Regions from separate parts of the Mus musculus genome. Here regions 1, 2, 4, 5, 6 and 7 are each linked to region 3. A link is a contact called in public capture Hi-C and promoter capture Hi-C data. All regions are on one chromosome and are shown on one strand. Each heading gives the region's core, a stretch centred on a gene start, on an enhancer-like site or on the middle of the called end of the contact. The rest is flanking DNA. Distances are from core to core; before and after follow the strand shown. Region 1 holds the start of Usp40 (ubiquitin specific peptidase 40). Region 2 holds the start of Dis3l2 (DIS3 like 3'-5' exoribonuclease 2). Region 3 holds the start of Gigyf2 (GRB10 interacting GYF protein 2). Region 4 holds the start of Pde6d (phosphodiesterase 6D, cGMP-specific, rod, delta). Region 5 overlaps Dgkd (diacylglycerol kinase, delta). Region 6 has its middle 19 kb from the start of Gm41908. Region 7 holds the start of Nppc (natriuretic peptide type C).

The links. Promoter capture Hi-C pulls out the DNA fragments that hold promoters and counts their contacts. Capture Hi-C pulls out chosen DNA fragments and counts their contacts.
Region 1: a contact with region 3 is called in a promoter capture Hi-C map of liver, with 6 times the contacts expected there. The contact joins the promoter of Usp40 here to the promoter of Gigyf2 in region 3. A contact is called at or near these places in 7 of 39 promoter capture datasets (the C10 cell line, cranial neural crest, embryonic stem cells and 3 more), 1 of 115 datasets of contacts at active chromatin or transcription factors (memory CD8 T cells) and 3 of 9 other capture datasets (adipose tissue, liver and macrophages).
Region 2: a capture Hi-C map of macrophages shows a contact between it and region 3, with 5 times the contacts expected there. The contact joins the promoter of Dis3l2 here to the promoter of Gigyf2 in region 3. A contact is called at or near these places in 3 of 39 promoter capture datasets (hippocampal neurons and liver), 1 of 484 Hi-C or Micro-C datasets (the G1E-ER4 cell line), 1 of 115 datasets of contacts at active chromatin or transcription factors (astrocytes) and 1 of 9 other capture datasets (macrophages).
Region 4: a contact with region 3 is called in a promoter capture Hi-C map of liver, with 9 times the contacts expected there. The contact joins the promoter of Pde6d here to the promoter of Gigyf2 in region 3. A contact is called at or near these places in 11 of 39 promoter capture datasets (the 3T3-L1 cell line, 3T3-L1-derived adipocytes, the C10 cell line and 5 more), 2 of 484 Hi-C or Micro-C datasets (B cells and CD4 T cells), 7 of 115 datasets of contacts at active chromatin or transcription factors (the 230-238 cell line, astrocytes, bone marrow-derived macrophages and 4 more) and 2 of 9 other capture datasets (adipose tissue and macrophages).
Region 5: a contact with region 3 is called in a promoter capture Hi-C map of liver, with 2.6 times the contacts expected there. The contact joins the enhancer-like site here to the promoter of Gigyf2 in region 3. A contact is called at or near these places in 5 of 39 promoter capture datasets (hematopoietic stem and progenitor cells, hippocampal neurons, liver and 1 more) and 1 of 115 datasets of contacts at active chromatin or transcription factors (astrocytes).
Region 6: a promoter capture Hi-C map of liver shows a contact between it and region 3, with 4 times the contacts expected there. The contact joins the enhancer-like site here to the promoter of Gigyf2 in region 3. A contact is called at or near these places in 6 of 39 promoter capture datasets (the 3T3-L1 cell line, hippocampal neurons, liver and 1 more) and 2 of 115 datasets of contacts at active chromatin or transcription factors (astrocytes and trophoblast stem cells).
Region 7: a promoter capture Hi-C map of hippocampal neurons shows a contact between it and region 3, with 5 times the contacts expected there. The contact joins the promoter of Nppc here to the promoter of Gigyf2 in region 3. A contact is called at or near these places in 6 of 39 promoter capture datasets (3T3-L1-derived adipocytes, cranial neural crest, hippocampal neurons and 2 more) and 2 of 115 datasets of contacts at active chromatin or transcription factors (astrocytes and pancreatic cancer cells).

Annotation. Positions count from the first base shown.
Region 1 is chr1:88,007,225-88,009,981 of GRCm38.p6, forward strand. Usp40 (ubiquitin specific peptidase 40) reads right to left here and starts at 1,327. Exons shown (of 32, transcript NM_001198573.1): 1 at 1,214-1,327; 2 at 1-218. The coding sequence starts at 199.
Region 2 is chr1:86,702,387-86,705,138 of GRCm38.p6, forward strand. Dis3l2 (DIS3 like 3'-5' exoribonuclease 2) reads left to right here and starts at 1,418. Exons shown (of 21, transcript NM_153530.2): 1 at 1,418-1,485.
Region 3 is chr1:87,325,673-87,328,468 of GRCm38.p6, forward strand. Gigyf2 (GRB10 interacting GYF protein 2) reads left to right here and starts at 1,326. Exons shown (of 29, transcript NM_146112.4): 1 at 1,326-1,420.
Region 4 is chr1:86,581,521-86,584,220 of GRCm38.p6, forward strand. It overlaps Pde6d (phosphodiesterase 6D, cGMP-specific, rod, delta), which reads right to left and starts at 1,265. Exons shown (of 5, transcript NM_008801.3): 1 at 780-1,265. The coding sequence starts at 829. Cops7b (COP9 signalosome subunit 7B) reads left to right here and starts at 1,401. Exons shown (of 8, transcript NM_172974.3): 1 at 1,401-1,576.
Region 5 is chr1:87,923,811-87,926,663 of GRCm38.p6, forward strand. It overlaps Dgkd (diacylglycerol kinase, delta), which reads left to right. Exons shown (of 30, transcript NM_177646.3): 11 at 262-401; 12 at 670-754; 13 at 1,884-1,978; 14 at 2,063-2,162; 15 at 2,241-2,514. Among named protein-coding and RNA genes, the nearest start is that of Gm19582, 71 kb to the left of the region's middle. Within about 2 kb of position 1,296, at least 5 of the 459 cell types and tissues checked have an H3K27ac peak or open chromatin away from gene starts, as enhancers often do. A contact at or near this core is called in liver, where this site is marked.
Region 6 is chr1:86,606,995-86,609,745 of GRCm38.p6, forward strand. No RefSeq gene overlaps it. Among named protein-coding and RNA genes, the nearest start is that of Gm41908, 19 kb to the right of the region's middle. Within about 2 kb of position 1,262, at least 7 of the 459 cell types and tissues checked have an H3K27ac peak or open chromatin away from gene starts, as enhancers often do. A contact at or near this core is called in liver and trophoblast stem cells, where this site is marked.
Region 7 is chr1:86,669,164-86,671,924 of GRCm38.p6, forward strand. Nppc (natriuretic peptide type C) reads right to left here and starts at 1,410. Exons shown (of 3, transcript NM_010933.5): 1 at 1,186-1,410; 2 at 481-791. The coding sequence starts at 1,275. The coding sequence ends at 501.

The DNA of each region.
Region 1 (2,757 bases), core at 77-2,576, 680 kb after region 3:
CTCTGAATTCAGGTGTGAAATGAAGCGTCTGAAGAAGGGAGCTGAGGTAACAGGTTCCACCCTGATTTCTGATTCCACTTAAATTGGTGAATTCTCTAGGGGCAGGCGGCTCCAAACCTTTAGTCTTTAATTTCTTCCCTCTTCCATACTGACTACTTGACACACTGGAATAATCCTCTTCAAATAGGTTCCCAAACATGGTGGAACTAAACGCTATCCTTTAAAGAAAATATGTTACATAAATGTTTCCATTCTTTAAATGTACCTCCACCCCCAATTTTCTCTTATTATTCGAGCGTAGCTGTTTTGTTAAATCGTTCTTCAGAAAACACAGTAGTTTGTGTTTTGGAGAAAGCGAGACCTGACTTGTCTTTCCTACCTACACGGGGTCCTGATTAACCTGTGTGATCCTGGACAAGTTATTTTAGCTAACATTTACTTCTATGTAAAATGGGGCTGCGTATTTTTCATAGGTAAATTAAACCAGTCACATGACAAAAGAAAGGTTACTGAGTACAAAGGGCTTGACCCACAAGAACCGATAACTATTCTTGGATTCCACATCACTAAATGAGGGGGGGGGGGAGAGAAGGGGAGGAGCCTTCATCAATTATGAAATCTCAGCTTCCCCCATCCCTTCATACACAGTACCAGATCACAGCGTTTCAGTGACTTAACCCTATCACATTAATCTTGACAGTAGTTTCAGCACTTTGGCCCTAAACTAGAGAGCCAGGAGTAAGTACCTTGAGGAAGAAAAACTCTGGTCATTAGAGCCATGGAGTCCAATGGCCTTCCAAAACATACCCAGGAATCCAACTGCAGAAGTGGGGACCTGCGGGAATCTGTTCTGTTTCTTGTGTGGGGAAGGGACATTTGGGGTAAAACGCTGAGAACACTCTCTTAAGTGATAGGAATGGCCAAAATGCAGTTTTCTTCCTTCCCAACACAGTCCTCTGAACAAAAGCTCAAGAAATGGAACTCGCGAGGCAGGCCTCGAGCTAGCTCGCGGGCTGGCTTCCCGTCACGCCGCTCCAGAGGCCTTGCCGCCCACCAAGCCGCCCAGCGCCCAGGAGCGCGACCAGGCGCGCGTCCCCGCGGCCCGACCCCTGACGCGCTGCCAGCAGAGGCCCGGCGTCTCTCCCCAGGCCGCCGGCGTCGTCCCTACGCTGCCCTCGTCCCTCCCTGCGCCCAGTTCCCCAGCCCCACTTACTGCCTATAGCCCAGACCCCCGCCCCGGCCACAGCACAGAGTAAACGAACTCGCTCCGAACGGGCACCGCCATGCCGAGGAGGCCGTGTCTCTGGAAAGTGATTTCCAACCACCCACCCCCACCCCAGATGCGACTACACTTCCCAGGGTGCGTCGCGCCACGCGGAGATTTATGGGTAGTTATACTGCTCTTTTTCCAGACGGCTTACAAGTTAAAATTTGTATTTATTGCTGCCTGCAAAAAGCGTTGGAGCCACATTCTGTTAGAGCTTTCACCATTTAAGTGGAGTATGTATTTATATAGTCTCTGCTCTAGGATAACAAAAGAACCTTAAAACAGTTTTTCCTCTTCAAAGTATATCTCTGATACAAAACTTGTGAAAATGCTCTACGTTCTGTGAACCTTCTTACATCGCCTTCAATCCACCTTAAGTAGTTTATATATAACCATGCAAGCATGTATGCACACAAAACTGTCTGTCCTGCTGGAGCTCTTCGGATAGGTTACTTCCCATCCTTTGCACAGACCCCATTTGTATCTCCCTCGTCTCCTCCAACCTCTATCAGGATGTGAATGAAGGAAACAGGTGAAATCTAATTTTTATTTCAGCTGAGAGTTTAAGAGATGGAGAACAGGAATAAAGATGGAGGGTGATGGGGGTTGAGGGTGGCAGAGTCCAAGTGACCATCAGTCCAAGGGATTTGTCTTTGGAACATTTGAGGGAGGCTGGTGTGGCTAGAACGCTGAGGAAGTGTTGGGAGGAAAGGACTGGAGATGACCATTGGCTAGGAATAAGGGGTCTGGGCCAGGAAATGGACTGGGAGAGTACACAGCTCTCAGTACTCCAGGTGGAGGACCACTTTGCTTTTTAGCAACCTCCCCTTCACTTTGCTTTCCTGGCCATATCTCTTTCTGTCTTATGGTACTTTATCCTCCTATTTAAAAATCACAGCTATACCTTAAACTTTTATTCCCTGACCAAAACTCAACACTGTAAGCCAAGATCCACAGGCATAGGTGGCTTCCCTCTGGGCAGCTATATCCCCTTACACCCATGTGCTTGTTAGTTAGGTTTTGATTACTTTTTTTTTTTCTTGGTAGGTTGTTTGTTTTTGTACTTTATTTTGTTTTGTTTGTAAACGGGACACAAGCTAGGGTCACATGGAAAGAGGGAACAGATGCTGAGAGAATACCTCTATAAGATTGGCCTGGAGGCAAGTGTGGGGACATTTTCTTGATGAATGATTAATGTGGGAGGACCCAGCCCACTATGGGTGGTGCCAACCTTGGGAAGGTGGACCTGGGTTGTATAAAAAACAAACTGAGTGACCCAGAGGGAACAAGCCAGAGAGCAGGGTTTCTCCATGGCCTCCACTTCAGGTTCTGCCTCTAGTCCCTGCCTTGAGTTGCTGCCCTGCCTTGAGTTCGTGATGAACTGTGAGCTGTCTGAAATGAACCCTTTTCTCCCCACGTTGCTTTTACTGGTGGTGTTCATCACTGCAATAGAAAGCAACCTAGGACAGCCTGGCCTCTTTGTTATGTTC
Region 2 (2,752 bases), core at 168-2,667, 620 kb before region 3:
AGTGTGCTGTGGACTTCCTTCAGCTCACATGAGGAAGACAGGCTCACTAGACTTAGGAGTCATGGTAGTACATGCACTCAGCCTTCACACCAGATGTTCAGTCAAAATGTGGTCTTAGACACTAATGATCTTGACTCTCCTTCCTTTGTCCTTGCCATTCTATTCTTGAGTTTATTTTTGGTTTTCTTAGCTCACCTCCCATTTCTGCCCCCCACCCATACCCCATTTGTTTGTTTGTTTGTTTTTCCAATCCTTTGTTCTTTGTCTCTACTGGATTTCCCCATCCCTGTTTCCACTATCCTGCTTACTAGTCACAGAATCCCCAAACCTCTGCCATTTATTCTCTGCAGTTAGAACAGGCAAGGTTTGCTTACACGCAAGTTTGTCTAAGGGTTCTGAAAGGATCTGAGGAGGAGCGAGAAAAAATAAAATAAAATAAGAATCCGCAGGCTCATTCCTTAAGCAAGCATGGAAGTTATACCAAGGTGGGGCTTCTTAAAGCAGGAAGAAATCCAGAAGTTTCCCATATCTTCTTTTCTTGACGCTACATGGAGAAAAACGAAGCTGCCTCCTTCACACGTAGACAGCTGGTTAAACCAATCATGAAAAGACTCACAGTCCAATGAAGTGCACTCCACTCCCTACTTTGACATTGTAGTATTGAATTTTGATTATTCTACTGGCATCACTGAACACATGATCTCCACAACAGTTGGCAGCTGTGACCAGCTCCTCACTAACTTTTTTTGTTTGTTTGTTTCCTTTTCATACTTCCCAGGACGCTCTTTGGGTTTCCTTCTCTGTGGTTCAGAGTCCTCATGTTTTCAATTTTTGATCCATTTGCCTATCAGGCCATGCTGCCTTCCTGCAGCCTTAACACCACATTGCAGGTATTCCATGGCTTGACCCACTTTCTCTCCCCCTCCACTTGGTTGAGGTTTCTTTGCTCTTCTCTTCTTTTGCCTAGGCTAGCCTTTCTCGCACAGGCTTTATAGCTTCCTTCGCTCATCTGAGCTAGCTGGACACTGTCACCTCTCTGGTTACCAGCCTGCGCGTGCCAACAATGCACCTAGTCCTGTACAGGTGTCCAGTGAAGGAGTGATGGGCCAATGCTTGGATGAATAAAGACTTGGTAACTAGGAAGGTGGTGGCGTTGGTGCTGAGAGCATCCAAAAGTCAGGTGGAACCTGCAACGTGACAACGGCTGGGTGGTGGGTTTAGGATCCAGATAGCGCGAGAGGGACCCCAGTCAGAAAGGCTGCTGTCGCTAAGGCGGGAGCCGCCCACGCGGGATGAGCCTCGTACCGCCCCTCATTCAATCCCGTGGTCCTGCAGCGACCACCGCCTCCACCGCCCACTAGCCCCGCGCTTCGCTCTTGGCTCAACCCGGCCACCGTCGCTCTCGGAACGCTCGCTCGTGACCCGGAAGCGCATTCTCCCTAGCAACTGCGGGTCTGCGGCGCCGCCGGCCTCCCGGGAGCGACGGTGAGGCTCCTGCCCCCTCCCCCTGCGCACGCCCCGGCCGTCCGGCCTGGCCTTCCCTCCGCGCCGCGTTTCGCGGCCGGGACCGTGCGTCCTAGCCTCACGGGGCGCCCGACCGCGGCGCCTCTGGTCGCCTTCCGCCGGCCCCGACCCGGCCTCAGGCTCCTCACGCCCCGTGGGCCCTAACTTTTTATATTTCAGTTCAGTGCGAGAGGAGGGAGAGGGGACTGGAGTCGGTGTCTGGGAAGCCGCGACTTTCCGAGGCTTGGGGCACCTGGGGACGTGTTCTCTCGTGGGTCCTGATGGAGGCTGATAGGCTTGTGGTGCCTCCGGAGTGATGAGCGGCAGCGCTTGCTGATCACCCGAGCTTTCCAAAGTGATATAGACTTTATCAGGTGTCTATACGCTTTGAACCGAGCATTTATTTCCCCGGGAGTTAGCTTTGCAGTTAGGAATGAGCTGTGGACAGTATATTGTATTTTAGCTGTTGTGGTGTCCAGTTTTATACAGAAGGGACGTCCTGGGACCTGACTAATCTTGGGAAAGATTGCAAGTAAAATTTACTCCGTTAAATAGGGCCAGGTGTAAATATATCTCTGATTTACACTTCAAAAGATAACAGTGGCACCGAAAACCTCTTTTGAGTTTGGACAAGTGACACCAAAAAGACCTTAGACATTGCTGTTCTTAATAGAATGATGGCGTGAAAACATAGCTGTGAACAATTTGCAGAATTATTTAGGAATAAAATTCAGGAGCCTTTTGAGATTCATCATTGAAAATGGTATCATTTAGTTTCAGTACTAAGCACCTGTAGTGTTAATGCACTTGAAATAAGTTTTAGAAGACATACGAGGTTGTACACATTCCACCATTGGGAAAACAAGAAGATGACATATGATTAAATACAATCTATGTGGTAGGTATTCAGTGCTGTGTAGTAGGTTAGGGGGTGGGACTTTTAGGAACATAGTTGATTTGCCTCTAAAGGATAGATACACTATGTATTGGAGGGAACTGAGCGAATGAAATAATTTTGTAAATAATATTCTTTAGGGCTTGGGAAACGTTTTCACGTGGTTTAGTTCTTATTTAAAAAATTAAAGTCACTCTGATCCTGATCCATTTCTTTAAGAACACACCATGTTCTTACCCCGTCTAGATCTTTTGCTTCTGCAGTCAGTCTTATTTTTATGTAAAACACAACAGTTTAAGCAGAGTTACTGTTTAATACGTGAGACTTAAGAGTCTTGTGGAAATTTTGCTCTTT
Region 3 (2,796 bases), core at 76-2,575:
ATAACATAATCTAGATAATCTCTCATAAATTTGCTCAGATATTTGTTTCCATGATGAATCCAAATCCCATCATGTTGACAGTCAAGATTAATGATCACAGTCAAGATTAATGATCATTCTCTGAATTTAATGCTCTTTTATACAGTCTCTCTTTGAAAGGGAATCAAGACTCAGGAAGGGAGGCAGAGGAGGAAGTTGGTATATATATATATATATATATATATATATGTATGTATGTATGTGTGTGTGTGTGTGTGTATTTTTTTTCCAAGTGTTGAATCCAGGGCTCCCAAACGACTAGGTTGGGAGTCTGCCACTGTGTTCTGAAACTTAAGTTTATGTTGATGGGAAGACCTATGATAAATGCTGGAGGATATTTTGCAGTGATTGTGTGAAACTGAGTGGATCCCAAACACCAAAGGTAGTAGAAAGGCAGGAAAAGACTAATGGTCCCAGAAAGACCCGGGTGACTTGAAATGGTAGATGTACCAGGTTTAGCAAATCAAAGTATATAGTATGTCCAGCTAAACATGAGTTTCAGAAAGACAGCAGATTAATTTCCTGTATTCTGTATTGCCGGGTTTACTATTCGTTATCTCGCAACCCTAAAATGGGAAGGCAGTATATATAAGGGGGTTGTAGGTCCACATGTAGTGGAAGGGTGTAGTAACTTTTTTTTAGTTTTTCGAGACACGGTTTCTCTGTATAGCCCTGGCTGTCCTGGAACTCTGTAGATCAGGCTGACCTTGAACTCAGAAATCGATCTGCCTCTGCCTCCCAAGTGCTGGGATTAAAGGTGTGAGCCACCACTGCCTGGCTAGGTGTAGGAACTTTTAAAACCTTCCCAGCTGTCACATTCCAGTACTCCAGGATGAATTTCCAGTTCTATAAGAAAGGAAACTGCTTTGAATTTCAGCTTTACCATTTGCCCCATGATGGACCAACTGGCAGGAAAATGCTAGACCAAATGCTGTGGAAAAGTTCTAGCTTGGAAAACCAGCTCATAAATGATGTGGAGATTTTTGTACTGCAACCGGGCACTGGATTGGGTGCATCGGACGGTGAGTCATAGGGCCTCTGGCCAGGCTCCAATTAGGGACACCAGTTCAACTCTAGGGCCATAGGAGATGCAGCCAAAGGCCCCACTGTGCGCCTGCGCTACTCAGGCTCCGTCCTCGCCCGGCCCTGCATCCGGGTCTCAGGGAGGGGCGTGTCCGAGGGGAGGGGCAGGCCGTCGAGGAAGGGAACGATGTCGTGGGAAGCTGGAGAGCAGGGAGGGAGTGAGGCGGGGATGTAGGCGGGGCGGGGGGCGGCGCGGCGCGCGGGGTCACGTGACGTGCGTGGCGACGTGTCGGCCATCTTGTGTTGTTGAGGCTGAGGATTGACTTGGGTTCTGAGAGACTCCTGTCCCGGACCGCAGGTAACCAGTGGCTCGGTGTGTGTCTCCCCTGCCCGCGGCCATCCCGCGCCCAGTCCCCGCCATAGCGCCCCGAGCTGCCGTGGCCCGGCGCCCACCGTCGCGTCCCCGCCGCTCCGGCCCGAGCCGGCCGCATGGACACACTCAGGCTGCCCGGCAGCGGCCACGGCCGCTGCCGGCTGGGGGCGTCAGACCTGGGGACAGGGCAGGTGCGAGGTCAGCAGGAGCCTCCTCCCGTGCGAGGGTCCCGGCAGTCCAGGGAGCGTCCCGGCCGAGGGCAGCCCCCTGCTTTCGCCCCCGTGGCATCGCGGGGGAAGCCGAGGAGAGGAGGCGGGAGGCGGGGTGGGCAGTGTCAGGCCGGAGGGTTCGCCTTCCGCTGCCCGCTCCTCGGGGCTGGTCGCCCGCACAGCCTCGGGGTACCCCGGCTAACAGCTGCTGCGAGCCGACAGCTGCTCCTGCCGGCGCTCCTGCCCGCACCTGCCCCAGGGAGGTGCGCCCTTGCCTTCTCCACCGAGCATCTGGACTGGGGAAGACTGCTTCTAGGGCTGGAGGACTGGTCTTGAGCAGGCCCCAGGCAAGGTGGAGTCATGATCTGATCCTGGGACTGAGAGGCTTGGGAAAGTAGAGCCCCGGGCAGCCCCGGGGACCCGAATGTTCATACCGGCTTGAAATGGGCAAGCAGTTTCCCACGAAGCACTCTTGAACACTTTGGTTTTGTAGCTGAAATATAAATCAAGCCAGCAAGTAAGGAAGGGTGTGAAAGGAGCTGATTGTGTGACCGCGTTTGGGAAGCAGTAACGTTGCTTTGCATTTATCTAGTACGGTCTCCCCTCACCTCCAGTTTTCTCGAAAGTCAAAGCACTTAAACACACCTAGTGGTTCTATTAGGAAGGTAAGTATTCCAACATAACTTAAGAAATGAAGGGACTCAATCAGTGATGGCTTCCCACCTAGTCCCATCTACCTTGAATTATAGGTAATTATGTTTCAGAGTGTTGTATACAGGGATTGTAGTCTTCCTTATGTAGTTACTCCTCTTTAGTAACAAATGACTTCCTAAATTACAAAAACTATTATCCTACTTTTTGTACATGAGTTTTCATCCTTTTTTGTGGCTCTGACTGGCAGAATTTTTCCTTTTGGTTAGAACATATACTTTGTCTTCATTTAATGATATTTCCCTAATGTAGCAGCTTTTAGATTGCCTAGACTGGGATATGTACTTCACTGTCACATAAGAAGACACTAGGAAAACATTTAGAAGTGACATATGTCTGGAAAAATACCAACGTTGAAGATGTTGGTGATTTGCTAGAAAGAAAAAGACCATACCTTTTTTGGTACTTGACAAAGGATTTAGAGTTTTGTGGCTGGGGAAG
Region 4 (2,700 bases), core at 15-2,514, 740 kb before region 3:
CTCAACACAATCAAGTAATTGTGAACAGCTTCACCATAATAAAGCGTTAACCTCAGCAATGCCAAAGATAATTTTGCCGGGAGTCGGTTCAAAACCAAAGTACCTCATGCATCTCACACACCTCCTATTTCTCATCTCGCTGGAAAGAGAACTTGAGATGTTAATGCTCCAAAGGCCAACAAAGTGTTAAGATGGGGTCCGTCTTTAATTTCTCTTTCCCCACCTCTCCACTACTCCAGCCCTATAAGAAGCCACAAGTGAGGAAGAAAAGTTGTGAAAACAAGACGGATGTGTGTGTGGTGGGGTGGGATGGGGTACATTATCCCCCACATACAAGGTCACTTGCTTGGAGTCACTTTCTCCTGCTCCCACCCTGGGCTTCCCGCCAAAGTCGCTCCTAGGCAGGCTAGGAGGCCAGCTTGCTGCACTCCCTCAGCCTCTGCGTGGGGACTGCAGCCCCCTTCTGGCCTCCCGGCCTTCAGGACCCTAATTTCAAATGGGAACTCTTCTCGCAGTAGCCAGGTCCCGGGGCTCCTCCACCTCCATCCTCCCCCCCGCCCCCCCCCCCCCCCAGGCTCCATCAACGTCCCCTTTCTCCCTCAGGGTGCCCCTGTGCCTGCCTCCCGTTCGCGGTCCCTCCCGGGGGCCCGGCACACAGTTCCTTTCCTGCCCCTTCTCGTAGCCCTTCTTCCCCGGTGCCCACCTGACGCCCCTGCCAAAGCCTGGCTCCTTAGAGCCACGGCCTCCTCCCAGCCCCGCCCCTGCTCCCGGGCGGATACAGTTTGAAGCCTCTCAGGATATCCCTGGCCCGCTCGTCCTTGGCTGACATGATGCGGCGCCTGCCGCCCGCGGCCCTCCCACGCTGGCTCCGCGGGGCCTCGCAGACGGTACCCAGGAACCGAGGACAGCCGCAGCCCGGCCGGACACCTCAGGTGAACAGCGGTGGCGGCCAGACCCGAACCGGCCTCTCCCTCCCCTCAGCTCCCGCTCCTGATCCCTTCTCCTTCCCTCTAGTCGTGGAGCTCCCGCCTTGAAACCAATGACAAGCCAGCCTTGGCGATTGGCATCTTGAGTAGCCAATAGCAACGCTCAGCGGCTTCGCTCGGGGACGGAGAGCGTCAGTGGGAAAGGCCCTCTTGGAGAGTCCCGGAGGACAGAATTTTCTTTCGTGTTGTTGCCTAGAGTTTGTCCCAGAGGAGCGATGGCTTGAAATCTTCAGAGGCGTTTGAGATGCCTGCTCTTGTTGCCGGGCACACTAGTGGTCTGAGACTATGGCAGGCTGCACTGTACAAGGTGGCAGAAACTACATTTCCCAGCATCCCAGAGAGCACAGGCGATCCCAGCGCACCATTAGAGGCCAGGGACTACAAGTCCCAGCATACTATGCGCTCCATCTTTTTAACTTGGGTTCCAGTGTGCCGAGCAGTGTGCACATATTTGAAATCCTCCTATGGGGTTGGTTTCTGAATCCTGTTACTTGAAACCCAGCAGGAAGGTCTTCTTTTACCCCGGAGACGTGACAACCCACCGACAGTTAACTTCTGTTTACATGGAACTCAGGAGTCTGCAAACCATGGTAAGACTGCAAACCACCAACAAAACCACATATTAAGCCACGAGAGATAACAGAACAAAATGACCTCCTCAAATAGTGTTAGTTTATTAGTCTGGAGTTCATTTTTACTTGTTTTGCAGGGTTTATGTTATATTTCTGCTTTGGACTGGGTGAGCTAAAGATTGTTTATACTCAATGTTAGTACAGGAAGACTTAAAAGATTTTGCCAATCCAATCTCTTTATCTTTTGTTTTTAAATATGAGGAAATAGAGACCCGGTGAGGCAGAGACTGGCCAGAGAGCACAGCAAATTGACACAGTTAAAATCTGGCTTTACATCTACTGACCTGTCATCTAGTATCTACACTACACTAGGGAGGTAATATTTTTAGAAGCATGGCAATGTGATTGTTTTTCTCCTTAATGAACAGTTTCTGAACTAGTGTTGAAACACCCAGAAAATAGGAAAGCATTTATTTCATGGATTTCCTGAAAGGAGCTGGTGTGACAGTCCTTTATCCTCAGACTAGATAGGTCTTGCTATTTTTATTTGCTTTTTTGACATTCAAGTTGACATTTAATGATTGTTTTTCCCCCAGAAAGTAGATAAAGTTGGTTTAACCCTCTGTTTCCTTGGAGACGCCTGTGTCCTTCCTCTGGCCTTCTTTCCTGTTCTTGTTCCCACTCCACCCATTTGATCACCCACCCATTTTGTTTGTTTTTCTTCCAAGTAACTCAACAAACCTTGTTTTGGTTTTTGGTTTTGGTTGGGTACTGAATTAAGTAAAAGATAGGCCACTGTTATTCAGAAGATACATAACTGATTAGGGAGATAAGGAGATTCAAGATGGAGTTGACAAGTGGCATAAAAGAAAAGATATCAGAATGCCACAGAGGATTACTTGTTGGCCTTTTAGTCAAGATCAAGTGGAGAATGCCTTAGAGGTTCTGGTGACGTGCCTTTAACAGCTGGCAAAACTTCATGGTGGAAATGACATTTGAACTTAAAGCAGTGGTTCTCAAACTGTGGGTCAAAAATCCCTTTGGCAAACCGCTATCTCCAAAAATGTTTACATTATGATCCATACAGTAGAAACATTACAGTTCTGAAGTAGCAATGAAAATTATTTTAGGGATGGGGGTCA
Region 5 (2,853 bases), core at 46-2,545, 600 kb after region 3:
GGTTATAGAAACCAGCAAGGTTTGATTGCCAAGACATGTTGAATAAGTGAGGAAGGGCTGGGGATCCTGGTATCTGCTGGTGATCACAAAGCCCATCTGTCCCCTCTAGTGGGCTCTACTGAGAAGGTACAGGCCACATACTTCAAATCAGACTTCCTACACTTATTGTGGCTATTGATGGTGTCAACAGAGTGTGTACTGCATGAGAATGGTTCTTAGACTTGCTGTCTAAGGAATGTTTTCCTCACTGTTTTCCACCAGTGTCAGCTAGGTGTGCTGCCCCTGGGGACAGGGAACGACCTGGCCCGTGTTCTTGGCTGGGGCTCTGCCTGTGATGATGATACACAGCTTCCTCAGATCTTGGCAAAGCTGGAGAGGGCCAGCACTAAGATGCTGGACAGGTGAGTGGGGCAGCCAGGATGTGTGAATGGCAGCTGGACCAAGAAGCATTGGCCTCTGTGGCCAAGCTTCATACTCTAAGACTTGTGAGGACTAAGACTAGCCCTAGTCTCAAGAAAACCAGAAAACTCAAACAGTCAGAATACAACTAAGATAAAGGCACCAGACTATGACATTGGAGCAGTGAGGGGTTGGTTGGGGGATGGGGCCCTGCAGATCCCTGGGTGTTAGTGGGTATTCTGCAGCTGAGCTGACTTTGGGCCTGTGCAGGTGGAGTGTCATGGCATATGAGACCAAGCTCCCTCGGCAGGCCTCCTCCTCCACTGTCACTGAGGACTTCAGCGAGGACTCAGAGGTACCACCATTTGCTTGCTCTTTCTCTTGTAGTGCTGGGAATGGCACTTCAATTCTCACACTTGGCACTGAGCTGACCCCCAGTCCACCACCTGCTATTTAAGCCCCACATGTGATTGTCATGTACTCAGCTTTTTTACTACATCCTTGTCCCTTTTGTGGTTCTGAAGGAGTGCAGGAAGAGCCTTGGGCTGAGATTGAGGCTGAGCAGGCTCAACTCTAGGGCTTCATGACTGTTGGGAGGTGCTTTCCGATGCCTAACCCCTTGTGACATCTTATGCTCAGCACTTATGCAGTCTGCTGTTCTTCCTATACAGCCTCCTCCTGTCTGCTTCCGGAAGTCTCCATGCTCATCTGTCTCTCTCTGACATCTGTGCTGCCCTTGTAGTTAGCACACACCGCTTCAGCACCAGTTCCAGTCCTCTGTGCTGAGCAGTGGCCACTCCAGGGATTCAGTTCTGAGATCCTGATTTGTGTTTATGTCCTAACTGCTCCGCTGGGCACATGCAGTGTTGGTCCTGCTAGGTGACTGGTCTGACAAGCCCAAGGGGTCAAGGACAGTAGCAGTCAGCAAGCCAAGCCAAGCCTACTTTTTATGGCTTCACAGGTGGAGCGTGGCCTGTGCTTTTGTTTTGAGAATATTTGTGTGGAGCCTGAGAAAAGTACCCAGGAAAATGTCTGAGACTGGCACAGATAGTTTCTCTTTGACCTGTGAGAAGGTTTGCTTGCTATGGGGTGGACAGAGAACGGTGGAGCTGAGAGACAGAGTTCCTGGTCAGGGCAAAAGGAAGCTTCTGCACTGCCTGGCCACGAGCGAGCGCACTACTGAAGGTAGACTGGGGTTTACGCCAGGGCTTTCAGGCTTTCTCACTGTCCTGCCTGAAGAGCCATAGTCTGTCGGGGGCTCTGATAGGGATTGTTTAGTTCTGACTCATCATTTAGTCTGTCCACAGGTTGGTGACACTTTTGTCCTCGCTCCCTTAGCGGTGGACAGCCCTGATAGTGTTTAGAGATGGTCTGTTCTGTGAGAGGATGGACCAGAAGGGCCGAAGAAAACTCCCAAGTCAGACACTAATGGCGCTCACAGTAGACTGTGGGACTAACTGCCCCCTGTTTTGGTATGATTATAGGTGCAGCAAATTCTCTTCTATGAAGACTCAGTCGCAGCTCATCTTTCTAAAATCTTAACTTCGGACCAGCATTCTGTGGTGATCTCATCAGCCAAGTGAGTAGTGGGGCTCTGGGGACTCAGAGAGGCGGCACGCTGCTGCTCTGCAGGGTCCCAGCCAAGCTGCCTTCTGTCCTACAGAGTGCTCTGTGAGACAGTGAAGGACTTTGTGGCTCGAGTGGGCAAGGCCTATGAGAAGACGACAGAGAGCTCGCAGGAGTCAGAGGTCATGGCCAAGAAGGTAGGTTCCCAGGCACAGGGTAGGTGGAGCAGCTGGTGCAGAGGAGCTTGCTCTCATGCTGCTATTTCTTGAATCCAGTGCTCTGTCTTGAAAGAGAAACTGGACTCTCTCCTCAAGACCTTGGATGACGAGTCTCAGGCTTCATCCTCTCTGTCTAACCCACCTCCTACCATTGCTGAGGAGGCTGAGGATGGGGACGGATCAGGCAACATCTGTAGCTCTACTGGGGACCATTTGGTGGGCTCGGCATGCCCCTCCCGGCCACAGATCTTCCGGCCCCGGGAGCAGCTAATGCTGAGAGCCAACAGCCTGAAGAAAGCAATTCGCCAGATTATAGAGCACACAGAAAAAGGTAATGGGTCTCTGAGTCCCTAGGTGTCACTGGAGTTCCCAGATTCCCTGGATGTAGTTATAGACCCAAGGACTTCCCCACCTCCATCTTCATATGACAGTTCCCAAACCCTGTCGACCATTCACTCTCTCCTACCTACCCTCTCACTGCCCTAGGACCACACTTGACACGGTGCTCTCCCTCTCACTTTACCAACTCTGTTCCTGTCATTCTGAGCAGCTCCACCTCTGATTGCTTCAGACCCTGTGGTCACACCGTACCTGGTCACCGGTGTGACCATACCACACACTCTCCTGCTAGGGCCTCTAGTTACTCTCTTCACCTCCACAACTTCCTGTC
Region 6 (2,751 bases), core at 12-2,511, 720 kb before region 3:
AAAAAAAAACCCTAAGAGTGTAGAACACCTCCCAGCCTCATAGATATTCCCACTACTCTCTCTAGACCCCAGACAGGAACACACTGTGAGCAAGTTACTGTTCATCTTTTTCCCAACTGGCAAGGTAATTTTGAAATGCAATTTATTTTTTAATTTAATTTAATTTTTTCCAAGGCAGGGAGGGTTTCTCTGTGTAACCCCAGCTGTCCTGGAATTCACTCTAGACCAGGCTGTCCTTGAACCCAGAGATCCACCTGAGAGCATCGGCCAGGAAAACACAGCTATATCTTGCCTCCATTGTTCTTACTGTGATGAGTTCAGTTTTGCTCCCTGGACCAATTTTTCTCCACCCCACCATTTCTTATTCTACATCTTCCATCTCCAGTGCCTGTATGTGACAAAGAATTTTATATCCCAGGGAGATCCTTTCTGGTTCCAATGTCTCTTTCTAACCATCAGCTTTTTCTGTTTTTAACAAGCAGGCTTCTTGACACTTGCCTGCCTTTTCTCTCTCTGCTTCCTCCTCCTGCCTTCGCCCCCCCCCCCCCCCCCAGCTGCTTTTTCTTTTTCATCAAGGAGACCATTGACCTCCAGCTTTCTGACCGGCTTGCACTGCTGAGTGTTCTCTCAGCTTTCATGGCACTGATGCCCCCAGGCCTTTCCTGTGTTTCTCCGCCAGCCTTAAAAGTTCTCCAGGGATGTGTTAGGTTGCTTTCTGTTGCTATGACAGAAATAACTTGAGAAAACGGGAAGCTTCAGTCAATGGTCCCTGGCCTCCATTGTATCTGGGCCGTGGCGGGGCAGAGCATCATGGTGGAGCTGAACTGCTTATTTTTAGGCAGCTGTGAAGAAAATGAAAGGAAGGACCTGGGACAAGATATATCTCCCCTCCAGCCAGGCTCCATCCCATATCATCTCCACTGCCCTGGACCAAACCACAAGCCTTCAGGGAGGAGAGCACATGGCAGATTCCGACTCTAACACAGACTCCAGTGTCTGTGCTTGCTGGGGGTCCACTGTGACCCTTCTTTGCTTGTACATGCCCTCCATAGGTTGTGTGGCTCACCTCTAACACCCAGCTCTCCATCTGTGGTTGTTCACTGTGAGAAGCACAGCCAGCTGGCCATTTCCCCATGTGTTGTCAATAAGTGAAGTTACTCATCCAAGTTTCTTGTGGTTGCCATAATAAAACACCTCAGGCCATGTGTCTTTAACAACAGAATCAATTTTCTCACAGTTCTGGAGGCTGCGAGTCCAAGGTCATTGTGTTGGCAAGATCAATTTCTCCAGAGGCCTGCGTCCTTTGTGTGCAGACGGTTGTCCTCATGTCTTCTCTGTCCTCACAGGACCTTTTCTCTGTTTACAGATCAAGTTCTTCCTTCATGATCTCATTTCACTCTTTCCTCTTCAAAGGTCCCATTCTAAAATACACTCAAAAAGGGTGGAGGCCTTCAAAATGAATGTAGGCACAATACAGTTCATAATAGTCTTTACCTAACTGAGAATTTGAAGTTTTGATTCAACCATATCTTTCTTGTTAGAACCAATCCTTTTCCTACCTCCCTTGCCACTCCAGGAACTTGAAAACTGCTCATCAGCATCCTTACTGGGTTTACTTGTGTGCTAGGAATGCAGCCAGAGGTCAGAACATATAAGATTACAGGAGAGGGAAGCCAACTGATGCTTGTAATCCCTGCACTCAAAGTGATGCAGGAGACTAGCCTAGGACTAGCCTAGTTTACATAATGAGCTCCAGGCCAGCTTGGGCTACAAGTGTGAGAGTCCTCAAAACAACAGGATAGATGGAAAGAAATTAGAGATGAGTAGAAGTAAACTGCCTAGTCAAAATTACAAATCCAAGCTTTTTGTTTGTTTGTTTGTTTTGTTTTGTTTTGTTTTTCGAGACAGGGTTTCTCTGCATAGCTCTGGCTGTCTGTCCTGGAACTCACTTTGTAGACCAGGCTGGCCTCGAACTTAGAAATCCACCTGCCTCTGCCTCCTGAGTGCTGGGACTAAAGGTGTGTGCCACCACGCCCGGCTCTCAAGCTTTTTTAAGTATACAAAAGGAAAAGGGAAAATACCCATCAAACCAATGAAAGACAAATGAGCAGAGAGGACCACAAGAGCTTAGGATCATTAGTTTAAATGGCAATTTAAATTGACAACAGTTTGCTGGAAAGAAATGGATGATCATAATTTATTCATGAGACAAGGTAATCAAGAAATTAAAGATTGGGAAGGCTGCTCGTGGTCAAGCCAGATGACCTGAGTTCTGTCCTGGACGTATGTACGCTACTGACTTCTTCAAATTGTTTTCTGGCTAACAGGAGCACCCCATGGCCTGCAGGCCCACACTTGGGCACACGCACACACTAAAGTGTACATTAAAAAAAAAAAAAGAGCCAGGCTTAGTGGCACACATCTCTAATTCCAGCACTTGGAAGGCCAGTGGGTCTCTGAGTTCAATCCCAGTCTGGCCTACATACAAGCAGACATTTTAACACCCCTCAACCGAAATTGTGATTATGATGATGAATGACAGGGCAGGGAAGTAGCTGTCTGACAGTGCAAACCCAAACAATAAAAACAAAAACCATAGAAGGTTCACCTTCACGAAGCCTCTGGAGTCCTGCTCATTTATTTTTAAACATTTTTAAAATTTTTAAAAAGATTTATTATATATGCAGCATTCTGCCTGTGGACCAGAAGAGGGCACCAGATCTTATTATAGGTGGTTATAAACCACCATGT
Region 7 (2,761 bases), core at 160-2,659, 660 kb before region 3:
TGCCTGCCTCACCTGAGGGACAACAGCCCCAGAAAGGCATCCTAGCACTTGACTGCTTGGCTGCTGGCACAGGGCTGGTGGTACATCTTTCTCTCCCTCTTTCCAGGATCTCTCTAACAAGTTTCCAGTTGGCTAGCTGGCCAGTGGTCAGTGGTGGGTTTGGAGGCTGGGACTGCATAAGCCTGTCTCTATTTTTCTAGAGGAAGCCAGATGGAGTACTCTAAGGCTGAACCTGGTCTCTGACCTGGCCCGTGTTCACTTTTTTGTTGTTGTTGTTTTTTAAATCTGTAAAATGGGATATGTGAGGTGGCAGGCAAATGTCTGGGTACACTTGATCCCATGCCTAAATTGGTTGGGGGAAGGTCACAGAACATAGGGATCAGGGAGGAAACCAAACAGTCTGCGAAGGACAGTGATAAGAGCTTGGCTCTCTTGGGTGCAGAGCTAGGCGAGCGGGGAGCGTCCGATGGTGTTACTTACCGCCGCCAGGGGTAGCTGCACTAACATCCCAGACCGCTCATGGAGCCGATCCGGTCCAGCTTGAGGCCAAAGCAGCCTTTGGACAAGCCCTTCTTGTTGCCGCCTTTGTATTTGCGCGCGTTGGGGTGCTCGTGCAGAAGGCGGGCCCAAGCAGCCCGGGACTTGGTGTCCACACGCAGGTCCCGGAGCAGTCGCGATCGGTCTCCCTTGAGATTGGCTCCCCCGCTGCCTGGAGTCTTGTCACCCTTTTTCTGATTGCCACCAGCTGCCTGGGAATCCGCCAGCTCCTCCCCTGGCGGGGTTCTCGGGACCTGTCGGAGAAAAGAGTGGACAGGTGAAAGAGTGCACCGATGTAGCATAGATGACTTTTACGGGGCCCAGAGTGGCGTGGCCCTTCTCAGCCATGAGCGTGCCTCCACCGATGCGGGACAGCTGAGTCCAGCATCCACCTGCCACGCAGCCTTCTTGCCTGCTCCTCCGGGGAGCCCATTGCTCTTCCCGTGCCGCAGGTCATGCTGGGCACATTGGGGCACGGGAGGTGTGCATGTGTCGACATTCTCCCGAGGCTGGGAAATGAACCCGAGAAGTCCCCGCTTTGAGGGAGCAAGTCCGAGGGGGTCTGCCTTTCCGGGTTCTCTGCTCCCTCCTGCGCACCACATCTTTCCACGCCCCTCACAAGCCCAGCGTCCCCGCGACAGCACCCACCTTCGGTGGTGTCCCGGGCTTGGCTTCAGAGGGCCGGAGCGAGAGTAGCGCGAGCAGCAGGGCGCAGGCGATCAGCTGGGAGAGGTGCATGGTGCCGATGGGACCGAGGTGTGCAGACGGTCTGCAGCCGGGACTGCCGGTGAGCAGTCGGATAGGCGGATGCGGAGCAGGATTGCCAAGCGAGCACAGGTCCTACTGCTGTGCGGCGCCGGCTGGGTGCGCTCTGAGTCCGTGGCTCCGCTGGAGCCTTTATAATCCAACCTGCCGCTGATGTCATCTTCCCGCCCACCGGGCCTCCAGGGCCAATGGCACAGCGCACGCGGCCGAATCGACGGCCCGGAGGGGGCCGGGAGGGGGCCGGGAGGGGGCCACGGGGGCTCCCTCTTCTGCTCCAACCCACATCCCACCTCCGAAGGAGCCGGCGGCTCGGCTCGCTGCGCTCAAAGCCACAAAGCGGCGCGCAGAAAAGAACTCCATTTGTAGAATGCGCTTCGCCCTAGTACTCAGGCTTCTAGGCGTCCCTGCGCTGTGTATCTGCTGCTCCTGATACGTGTCTGTACTCCTTCTGCAGGTGCAAAGGCTTAGAAGAAATGTCCTTTATGCAAAGTTACACAGGTTGAAAGTTGGTGCGGCCCAAAATCTACACAGATCGCTCTGTTTCCAAACTCTTCACAAATGCTGCCACGCGCTAGCCAGGGTGGAAGGGCTGACCATGTCTACACGCTCAAACATGGGGGCGGCAGAGGATGGGGTTAGTAGATCCCAGTGGGAAGTGGAGGGAGAGCTTGAATGTTGTAGCTGCAAAGGAGACTTGTAAGTCTCGGATACCCACGAGTGAGAGGATGTCATCAACCCACGAGTGTGAGCCAGGAGTTTGTGTGTGTGTGTGTGTGTGTGTGTGTGTGTGTGTGTGTGTGTGTGTGTGTTGGGAGGTTAGGAGGCAGGTAGCTTTCCTTCAGTGATGTACTGGCCCTTCCTGAAGGTGGAGATGTCCACTTTAGTGTCCTGAATACCCTAAGAAACTATGGGCAGTACTGGGTTTTAACCAGCTCCAAGCCTCAATAGGCCATCGCCATTGAGTTTGGGGTTGTAGTTGCCTTCTGGCTATAGGGACCGGGCCACTTATTTCTGCTGCACACAATTCCTCGCCTTGACCTGGAATCTTGGTCCATCGGACTCTAGGGAGCTCTGCAATTTAGAGCCACGAGAGAACTTGTAGTTTCAAGAATGGAGTGATGTGCAAGAGTTTGTGTCCCTTCTCCTGAGCAGGATGCAGGCTTGAGCGAGGGAAATGAATGTTGGCAGGGTCCCTGTGGTCTCATGGAGCAAAGAGCCTGGGAGAGAGGACGAGAAGCAGGAGCCAGTTAGCTTCTTACAGAGAAAGGGAAGTGGGAAGAGAGGGTAGTGGGAAGACTGCTGGGATGGACATGGGTCTAGAGGACCCAATGCTTCTGGAGGATACAGAGGAAGCAAGAGTGTACTGAGTGTGCCGTCTACTTCCTCGTCCTTTCCTAGCATGCAACCCAAAGACTCCAAATGAGGACCACAAGCTCCTTCCAGCCTTTCGTTTGGGAAA